Regions from separate parts of the Mus musculus genome. Here regions 1 and 2 are each linked to region 3. Evidence: chromatin contacts called from public promoter capture Hi-C data. All regions are on one chromosome and are shown on one strand. Each heading gives the region's core, a stretch centred on a gene start, on an enhancer-like site or on the middle of the called end of the contact. The rest is flanking DNA. Distances are from core to core; before and after follow the strand shown. Region 1 holds the start of Ccdc151 (coiled-coil domain containing 151). Region 2 holds the start of Epor (erythropoietin receptor). Region 3 holds the start of Dnmt1 (DNA methyltransferase (cytosine-5) 1).

The links. Promoter capture Hi-C pulls out the DNA fragments that hold promoters and counts their contacts.
Region 1: a contact with region 3 is called in a promoter capture Hi-C map of pre-B cells, with 2.8 times the contacts expected there. The contact joins the promoter of Ccdc151 here to the promoter of Dnmt1 in region 3. A contact is called at or near these places in 1 of 39 promoter capture datasets (pre-B cells) and 1 of 484 Hi-C or Micro-C datasets (CD4 T cells).
Region 2: a contact with region 3 is called in a promoter capture Hi-C map of liver, with 5 times the contacts expected there. The contact joins the promoter of Epor here to the promoter of Dnmt1 in region 3. A contact is called at or near these places in 3 of 39 promoter capture datasets (liver and pre-B cells) and 1 of 484 Hi-C or Micro-C datasets (CD8 T cells).

What each region holds. Positions count from the first base shown.
Region 1 is chr9:22,001,065-22,004,355 of GRCm38.p6, reverse strand. Ccdc151 (coiled-coil domain containing 151) reads left to right here and starts at 1,722. Exons shown (of 13, transcript NM_029939.3): 1 at 1,722-2,110. The coding sequence starts at 1,882. Prkcsh (protein kinase C substrate 80K-H) reads right to left here and starts at 1,368. Exons shown (of 18, transcript NM_008925.2): 1 at 1,268-1,368; 2 at 819-957; 3 at 563-679. The coding sequence starts at 897.
Region 2 is chr9:21,962,179-21,965,500 of GRCm38.p6, reverse strand. Epor (erythropoietin receptor) reads left to right here and starts at 1,925. Exons shown (of 8, transcript NM_010149.3): 1 at 1,925-2,184; 2 at 3,165-3,297. The coding sequence starts at 2,070.
Region 3 is chr9:20,950,890-20,954,555 of GRCm38.p6, reverse strand. It overlaps Dnmt1 (DNA methyltransferase (cytosine-5) 1), which reads left to right and starts at 1,577. Exons shown (of 39, transcript NM_001199431.1): 1 at 1,577-1,848. The coding sequence starts at 1,769.

The DNA.
Region 1 (3,291 bases), core at 473-2,972, 1.0 Mb before region 3:
GGTCCAGGTCATTCTCAGCTACACTGTGTGCTCAAGGCCAGGCTGGGCCACCAGAGACTGTGTCTCCAGAACAAAAATAAACTAAAGCACAACCAAGAAGAAACTGTATCTTCAGGGGCCAGCAACACAATCCTCCAGTATTCCCCAGCTTCTCCGGAGGCCCTTCAAAAAGGCCAGGCAACTCCCCTCCACTCCTCTTTGCCTTCATCAATCCCTAGAAGGCCATTCAGTTTCCCTCCTCCTCCCACTTCTGAGAGGGTCTTCTGTTGGCTCTTCCTGACTCGAAACCTCACCTCCTCCTGAATGCCATTCATGGTTCCTGCAATGACATTTGCTGACTTGGTCATACACCTGGACATTTGTTCCTTTGATAGGGAATGGAAACCAGGACTGGCACCTACAAACACTGCCCCTCAGCTAATCCAAGCCAACAGGGATCTTGTTTCTGTGCCTGCTTCTGCTCACTGAGCAGGAAGCAACAGGAGAGTGAGATCCAAGTTCTTTGGGGCATCTGCGCTTAGCAGGCTCATTTAATGGGCGATGGGCAAATGCAAACGCTCACCAGGCTCATCTGAACCGTCCTTACAGTCGCAGTAGTCGTCGTTCACCTGATCGAATGGGATGGTGGCTGTGCCGTCCAAACAGGTGAAAGGTTTAGATTCTTCATAGAAGTGATGGTCTGGTGAGGGAAACAAGAAGCTCTGCTCAGATCTTAAATAAATATTACCTCTGTCCCACTCACTCACCAGCTGAAATGCTACGGGAAACGGAGGAAAAAGGCTGAAACGCCCCTCCCGATGCACAAAGAAGAGACTCACTGCTGAGGGAAACGCCCCGGGGTCTCTTAACTTCTACAGCCCAACAGAGGGGTAGTAGTAGTAGCAGCAGCAGCAGCATCCCGTCCGGGCCGAGACCGGAAGTGTGTTATGCGGCAGGAAGATACGCGATGGCCTCTCACTGTAGGAAAGAATGAAGAAGCATCTAATCATTGGGAGAAGGCAGCTTACCCAAGACCGGCCTCACCACTGCTTCCGGAAAAGGAGGGCACAATCGGAGTTGGAAGTGCAAGGGCAAGGGGCGTCTCTCCGCCCCGAGCCAGTGGAAGAGTCTCAAAGTGAACTCAAAACCATAGGTCTCTCGGTAAAGAGGTGAAATGGGCAACTCCCGCCAAAGGTTCAAAGGATTTACGATCCCTCCACACCACCCACCCTGCTGCAACCTATAAGAAACTAGGGTGCCTTCCTCCCATCGCTACTTCATCACCTACGCGAGGTAGAGGCAAAGGTCAATAGCCACCACACCAGGTTAGCTCAGCAGCCACGGTTCCTGCAGTAGAATAAGAGAACGGAACGCTCCGGATACGTCACTTCCGTTTTGCTCATCCCTCTTGGCGAACGGCAACTCCGGGACGCCATGTTAGGAGTGGCAAGAGTGCGTGTGCGGGCGCTGAGGCGGCCATCTTGAGTAGGAACATGAAGACCTAACCTTAGAACAGATCGGAAGTGTAGCGCTTAATGGCGGCGTAACGTGCCTCCATCTTGGGAGTGGCGGGTTACTGGCCACTGCCAGCGAACACGCAGGCGTCACGTGACCGCTACGCTCGCGCCTCTCTTTCGCTGGGCCTCTTTGTGGGACCGCCCCTCCGAACCGAGTCAGCCAATAAGAGCAGTGGAGTGTAACGCGGGCGGTTTCCTTGGGAACGTGGGCGGGGGGAGGAAGTTACTTAGCAACCGGGAGATGCTAAGAGGCCCGCAGCCAGGCAGTTAGCAGAAGTGCATTCCCAGAGCCTAGGGAACCAGCGTTTAGGATCCTGGATTATAGAGGCCAACTTGTAGTTATTCTCCTACCCCTTAGAGGCTTCCCGACCTTAACCCGATCACCATGACGTCCCCCCTGTGCTGGGCAGCCGCGACCACCACGGTGACTAGCCCGGAGCAAGCTCCAGCGCCCTCTTCCAAAGCCAAAGGCAGTAAGGTTCACCGAAGCAAGTCTATGGGCCGGGCACAGGCCTGGCCTGCACATCATCCCAAGTCAGCAACCTCCTTCCATGCAATGAAGTCTTCTGTGCACGCACAGGTGCTTGAGTTACAAAGAAAAATCCAACTGTTAGGTAAGTATGGCTGCAGACTGCACCGAAGGATCCGGGATCAACCGTGCCCACCAGGTCTTCTGAGTAGGCGCTATGTGTTTCTCCAGCACGAGTCTATGTGACCAACTTGAAACAAACACTCAAATCTTATCTTTCTTTCCCATTTCTTTGTACTATTACCTCTTCTAATGTGCATATGGGTGAGTGAAAAGCACAGATTCTAGAGTTTGTTTTTCTTTATTTATTGTTCTGTTTTGCGTTTCTGTGGGCAGAGTGCAGTACTCTCAGATGCCAGGAGAAGGCATTGGATCCCTTGGAGCTAGAGTTACAGGTGTTTATGAGCTGACCAATGTGGGTGCTTGAGACTAACAACCTTCCTCGCTCTGCAGGAGCAGCAAATGTCCTTAACCACTGAGCCATTATCCCTCCCACCCAAATTTTATTTATTTATTAAATTATTTTTGAGAGTTAGCCTCATGTGGCCCAGGCTAGCTTGAACTCAAAGGAGACCTAGCTCCACCTTTTTGGGTGATTGGCATGTGCCACCATGCGGGCATCATGCGGTGCTGAGGCTGGAACCCAGGGCTCTATTCATGCTACTCAAGCACTTTGCTGAGTTATATCTTCAGCCCAAAGAGAGTTTGTTTCTCTGGGGTCTGAATCCTTGCTCTGCATAAAAGTTGTTTGATCTTGGGGAACTTAGAGTCATCTAATTGTACTCAGTTTTTCCACCTGTAAAATGGGCATAGTAACTGCACAGGTAGTACTTGACATTCATAAAATGCTCATATAGTGCATTGTTAAGTAGTAGAAAGTAAAAACTAGTGGCTTCCCTGGAGGGGGAGGAGATAATGCTGCCCTTCCCAGAGACTATTTAGCAATGTCTGCAGACTTTTTTATCATTTTGCTGAATGCAGGAGGGTACTACTCCAGTTTATTAGGCATAGGCGAGGAGAAGGCTTTACATGTTATTAGGCCTAATACAGCCCCCACAGCAAAGAATTATCAAGACCAAATATTGCTTATGCCACAGTTTGGAAAAGCCTACTGTGATTTTGCTCATATTATTAAGAAGAAATCTTAAACCTGATAGTGGTGACATACGTCTTTTTTCTCAGTACTCAGCATGCAGGAGGCAGAGGCAGGCAGATCTCTGAGTTCAAGGCCAACCTTGTCTATAGAGTGAGTTCCAGGACAGCTAG
Region 2 (3,322 bases), core at 676-3,175, 1.0 Mb before region 3:
CTTTTTTTTTAAGATTTATTTATTTTAAGGTTTATTTATTATTATATCTAAGTACACTGTAGCTGTCTTCAGACATACCGGAAGAGGGCATCAGATCTCATTACGGATGGTTGTGAGCCACCATGTGGCTGCTGGAATTTGAACTCAGGACCTTCGGAAGAGCAGTCAGAGCTCTTAACCACTGAGCTATCTCTCCAGCCCATTTGTAGCTGTCTTCAGACACACCAGAAGAGGAAGGGCATCAGATCCCATTACAGATGGTTGTGAGCCACCATGTGGTTGTTGGGAATTGAATTCAGGACCTTTGGAAGAGCAGTCAGTGCTCTTAACCGCTGAGCCATCTCTCCAGCCCAGTCCACCAACTGGGATCCAAACATTCAAATATATGAGCCTATAAAAGCCATTCTCATTTAAACCACTGTATCATAAATGTATGTATATATGAATGTATGTATGTATTCATCTATCTGCCTACCTATCTGTCCATGGGTGTGTCAATGCATGTATGCATATGTGAACATATACATACTTGTATCTGTGTATATGTGTATATCCATATATGTGTCTGTTCATGTATGTATGTATCCATGCATCTACCCATGTATGTATGTATGTACGTACTATGTACTTATGTATGTATATGTATGCATCCACCTATCTCTGTATTTGGGGGGTTCTGGGGATAAACCCAGGGTTTTCCACCTGCTAGGCAAGTGCTGTACCACTACCCGCCATTCAACTTTGTTTTTTTTATTTTTAAGTATAGAAAGCACAGGTCTGGGGCTGGTGAGATGGCTCAGGGGTAAGAGCACCCGACTGCTCTTCCAAAGGTCCGAAGTTCAAATCCCAGCAACCACATGGTAGCTTACAACCACCTGTAACAGAGATCTGATGCCCTCTTCTGGTGCGTCTGAAGACAGCTACAGTGTACTTACATATAATAAATAAATAAGTCTTAAAAAAAAAAAGAAAAGAAAGAAAGCACAGGTCTGTGATCTGAGCACTCAGAAGCTTGGGTCAGGAGGATTGCCACAGTTCCAAGACGGCCTGGGCTATTTAGTGACATCCTGCATGGAAGAAAGCAAGCAATACTGGAGCTGTAGAGTTGGCAGAGCCCTTGCTCAGTAAGGTGAAGCTCTGGGTTCCAGTCCCAGCACCACATAGGTGGTGCATGCCTGTCATCCCAACACCCAGGAAGTGAAAGCAGGAGGACCAGGAGTCTAACATCATCCTTAGTTATTCAGGGAGCTTGATGTCAGCTTGGGATACACTGTCTCCAAAACAATCAGGGCTGGTGAGACGGATGGCTCAGGTGAGCTGGCTCAGCTGGTCAAAGATTTTTCTGCCAATACTGAAGACCTCAGCTTAATACCAGGAGCACAAGGCAGGAGAGAGCTGACTCCCCAAGTTGTTCTGTGCTGTCCACAAGCATCCTGCTGCATTTGTGCATGCACACACATGCACACACACACAAATGTAATTTTAAAAATAGTAAATATTTCATATTCCCAAATCCGTGTAATTCATAAACAGAAAACACCATAGCACGTGTCTGTCACGCTACACAGCCTGATTCCACTCACACACCCAGTTGCTAGTTGTCTTTAGGATTCTTATTTTGAACTGAGCTGGGGAAGAGATACTGGCTGGAGCGAGAGCCTCTCTTCCATCTGTGGCCTGCCGGCTGCACAGCAGGCTGGATTCACAGATGCCCGGACTAGACCTAGACGGTGAAACAACATAAGTCACTTGTCCGTGACCACATTAGCAAAGCCACCCGAAACAAAACTCTGCTGTCTGCCCCACCCCCTACACTGGTTTAGGCAGTGGCTGTGCCCAAGAAGGCCCCTGTTCCCTTGGTGGCTGTAGCTTATCTGTCCCCAGCCTGCAAGCTGGCCCCGCCCCCTGGAAGGAGCTGCCACTTAGAAGCTCCTGGTCAGCTGTGTCCGGCAGCTGCTGCTGACCCAGCTGTGGACTAGGGGAAAGGGGAAAGAGGAAAGGGAAGGAGAGGTGGGGGGGACGAAACAGGGGCGCTGGAGCCCTGAGCTTCCTGAAGCTAGGGCTGCATCATGGACAAACTCAGGGTGCCCCTCTGGCCTCGGGTAGGCCCCCTCTGTCTCCTACTTGCTGGGGCAGCCTGGGCACCTTCACCCAGCCTCCCGGACCCCAAGTTTGAGAGCAAAGGTAAGAACTGTACATGGGCAATGCTGTGGTCTGAATTCCCAGCCCGAGTCCCAGGGGCTAAATGTCCCCTGAACCTCCAGATGGGGTCCTAGGGGCCAAACTGGTGTCTGAACTCGATGAGGCATCTCAGAGTCTCCTCGCCCTGGAGTGATGCTCAGGGCAGAGGCTTAAGATTGGTTGGTTTGTTTGTTTGTTTGTTTGTTTGTTTGTTTGTTTGAAGCAGGATCTCGCTAGACATTCCAGGATGTCCTGGAATTGCTAGGATGAAAGGCATGTGTCACTCGCCTGTACTGTTTCTGGTTTTGAGGCGGCGTCTGTGTAGCCAAAGCTGCCCTCAGACTCATTATGTAATTGAGGTTGAGCTTGAATTCCTGATTCTCCTGCCTCCACCTCCAGTTGCTGGGATGACCTGCAAGAGCCAACACATTCGGCTCTGTTTCGTGTTTTGAGGGAGTCTGGGATATGGTAGAAATGGCAAGGGTAAGGTAGTGCTAGGTCCGCTCTCCTGGGGGAGGGGATCGAGCTCCCAGAGACTGTGAAACAGACCCGCTGCAGACTGTAAACTCAGTTTGGCGGGCGGATGGTGCTAGGTCCTTTGGACGGCTTGCTAGGAGGAGGAAGGGGGCGGGGGACACGGTTGGCGCTATCGGGGGACAGCCGGGTGCCTGCGGGAACCGATAGGAGGCCGAGTTCTCTGCGCTCACACACACCCGCTAGGGCGGGGCGAACAGCGCTCAACTTGCAGGGTGAGTGGGCGTGCGCACGGAGGAGTAGAACAAGGCAGGCGGGGTCGCTACTCTTGGGAGTTCTGAGGCGCCACTTTTGCAAGACCCCTCGAAGGCCCTTTTGGAGAAGAGGGCGGGGCACTAAAATTATCGGATCTGCACAGGCGACAAGAGGGAGGGTAAGGGCACCGTGGAAGGCAGACCTGGGCTTCCCTGATCTCCCCCTCCCCCCGCCATGGCTATCCCCTTTTCTAGCGGCCCTGCTGGCATCCCGGGGCTCCGAAGAACTTCTGTGCTTCACCCAACGCTTGGAAGACTTGGTGTGTTTCTGGGAGGAAGCGGCGAGCTCCGGGATGGACTTCAACTACAGCTTCTCATACCAGCTCGAGTGAGTCCTCAGGACTGGGTGGCCT
Region 3 (3,666 bases), core at 328-2,827:
CCCATTACAGATGGTTGTGAGCCACCATGTGGTTGCTGGGAATTGAACTCAGGACCTCTGGAAGAGCAGTCAGTGCTCTTAACTACTGAGCCATCTCTCCATCCCCAGTGCCTCAGGATTTTTAAAGTTAGGTTTGTTGGGAAAAGTTCTTTAACAATTTCACATTTGTGTACATGTGCGTGGGTATGTGATGTCAACTTACACACATGGTCAGAGGGAGACTACTTCTGGCTCAGTTCTCTCAGCTGTCTTTCTGGTCCTCGGTCATTCTTTTATTCATCTGGTGCTAGGGATGACTCCCAAGGCTTCTGCTGTGAGGTTAATATTCTGCTGTTGAACTGTATATTCTAAATCCTTCCATACCATGTGGAAGGTAAATAGAAAATATCATTTCTCTGCGATCTGCTTTTTTTTTTTTTATTAAACCCAGATGGCAGAAGTGGTTCCTGGCCTTACCACTATACTACTTCATTGGTATATTGGTCCAGTTCACTTCTGAATTATCTTTTTAAGGAGGTGATTTCAGCTCTGATAGATGAAGCCACTGAGGAAGAGTCCAGATGGTGTGCTCATGGTCGTTTTAGAGGACAAGGGGGTGAAGATGGGGTTAGACGGGAGGCCTTTTGTTTAAGGGTTCATGTATTTCTTACCAAAATGGTAACAAAAGATGAGCAGAAGGGGAGGGGGATAGAGTTATGCCTATAGTTTCTCCTTCTGAAGATGTAAGTTCCAGAAATATGGATCATGGACATATAGTTAGACACTACAGAACCACACATTTCATCTTCCAGTGAAGATGGTAGTTACAGTGGGGCATACCCATAAATCCATCACTCAAGACCAGAGAGAGGCAGGAGGTCTGAACTTTAAGATCAACCATATTATCTATTGTATAGATAGTAAAGTCAAGCCTATCTTGGGTTAAAAAATTGTTGGTGCATTTAAGAGCAGTGTCCACAGCGGCCTTCCCCTGGAAGTGGAGTTACAGGGCTTCGAGTGGCTGGATGTGGGTGGGTGCTCTCCAGGGAGGAAGCTAGCCACTGCGCAGACAAGCCCACTTTTGTTTGTTTTGTTTTGAGACTGGCTTTCTCTGTGTGGCTCTGGCTGTCCTAGAACTCCACTGTATAGACTTGGCTGACCTCAAACTGAGATCTGCCTGCCTCTGCCTCCTTAGTGTAAGGGACTGCAGGCATGCGCCACCACCGCCTACCTTTTTCCTTTTTCAAGAAGATTTTGTTTTTAGACCAGGCTCAATACACAGAGATCCTCTGGCTTTTGCATTCTGAGTGCTGGAATCAAATGCATGCATGCCACAGCCTCTGCCAGACTCAAAAGATTTTTTTTTTTTTAAAGTTGTGTTTGTGCATGTGAGTGCAATGCCCATAGAGGCCAGAAGAGGCTGTAGGACCCCCTGGAAGTGGAATTACAGGGGCTTGGAGCGGCTGGATGCGGGTGCTGGCAAGCAAACCAGAGTCATCCTCTGCAAGAGCAGCACTACCTGCTCTCAAGTGCCGAGCCACCTCTTCAGGCAAGGGGGAGGTGGGTGGCGCCAGTCGCAGCACGGACGAGCCCACTATAGCCAGGAGGTGTGGGTGCCTCCGTTGCGCGCATGCGCACTCCCTTCGGGCATAGCATGGTCTTCCCCCACTCTCTTGCCCTGTGTGGTACATGCTGCTTCCGCTTGCGCCGCCCCCTCCCAATTGGTTTCCGCGCGCGCGAAAAAGCCGGGGTCTCGTTCAGAGCTGTTCTGTCGTCTGCAACCTGCAAGATGCCAGCGCGAACAGCTCCAGCCCGAGTGCCTGCGCTTGCCTCCCCGGCAGGCTCGCTCCCGGACCATGTCCGCAGGCGGTAGGTGCCACGCAGGGTGGGGGTGAGGGGCGGGACCGATGCCGAGGCATATATTGGGGGTATCTCCGGGTGGCCCTGCGGCCGCTGACAGCCAGGGCGCGCATGCGCGGGGCAGCGTTTGGCGCGGGCTGTGCTTCCTGTCGCGCGTGCCCTTAGCTGTTGGCGCCAAAATGGGTGGGGGCCGGGGTGCTGGCAAGCCCATTGACTGGGAGCTTGAGGGAGCAAGGGGATCAGCCCTCTGAAATAGAACAAGCTTGGGGACACCCTCAGGGGTTCCCCTCTTTGGTCAGCCAGGCTCCTGGGTGTGCAGGAAGTGCCCCTCTCCCGGCCTGTGGACACCCTGAAGCCCCCACTCCGCTCCAGCCTCCACTTCCGGTGCCCTGCAGATCCCGCCGCGCCCACCCGAGGGTCCCTCCGCCGGTTCCCCTGGCCCTGGTTCAGAAGGGCCCTCCTTCCCAGCCCCGCTGTCAAGTCCTAGGACCTTTTCTCTCTCATCCTGCCGGGCCGGGCCTGGGCAGCTTGAAGCCCTCGTGGGATTTTGTTTTGTTTTCATCCTAACGTAAAGGAGCTCCTGCGATCCTGGAGCTATCAAAGAGACTCTGCCTGGAAAGAGCTGGTGCTGCAGAATGGGCCCTCCACTTTGGCAGTGACATAACTCTGTCCCGAGATCCCAGAGCAATCGAGGAAACCTTTAACTCCATTCAAAGTGTTTATCAGGGGGAAGGAAAGATGAATGGTAGTGAGATGTCTCGGCCCCCGCCCTATTATTTTAGCCCCTGTAAACCAGTTCTTTCGGTCCTGGCGCCATCGAGGAAGCTTTTTACATTGTCCAGTGTTTATTTCGAGGAGTGAGGGATGGCAGGTAAAGTCCCCCATTTCAGTGCATATGAATCCCCCCTCTCCCCCCCCCCTCCCCAAGCAATCAAGGAAGACCTGGGTAATGGGCCCTCCACTAGTACCTTCCACGCCTCCATGAGGACGGCTGTGTGCAAGGATTGGCGGGAACACTGGATCCCGCTTCCTGTTCCAGAAGGGCATCGTCAATCCGTTCATTCCTGAAAGCTTGTCCCGCGCGTCATTGAGCATTAGTCATAGGTGCCCTGCTAGTGCTGGACACATCCCAACCCGATTCTGAGTCTGCTTTTGCTATCCCGGGGGTTAGTTTACTGGGGTGATGCCAGGCCGATTCCCATTTGAGCTTTGGGGGATAAAGTGGGAGAAGCGGCTGAATTCCCCTTGTCAAACACCCCTGCCCCCAGCTCGCCCCCAGGGTTGGACCTGAAGCTCTGTACTGAGCTACACCTTCAGCCCTTTCACTTGTATTGGAGACTGGCCTGGGATTCTCTCTCTCTCTCTCTGCCTGTGTCTTCTCAGTGCTGGGATTACTGACATGTGCCATCATGATGGTTTGGGTTCGTTTTTTGAATGCTTGTTTTTTGATTGTATAGGCATAAAAATCTGAAGCCTTTGTGAGACACCTCAACAGATTTCTTTTTACTACCAAAAAATACATACATAATTAAAGTATTTGGTTTTTTAAAGTTAGACAGTCTGTAACCTGCCTTTCTGTCTTTTGTCTTTCCTGTTCTCGGGTTGGTTGGTTTACCTGTGTATGCTTTGTTTTCATTTCCAGGAAGGGATTCCTGTAGGCCAAGCTAGCCTCCGGCTGGCCGTCTAACCCAGGCTAGCCTTGGTCTTTTGTATCTACCCAAGTGCTGGGATTACAGGAATGTGACACTGTGCCTAGCTTAGCTTTTCTTGATTTAGAAAAACTTACTAGCAAAATATCTACAGTATGAGATTTGAGAGGTACCTGCA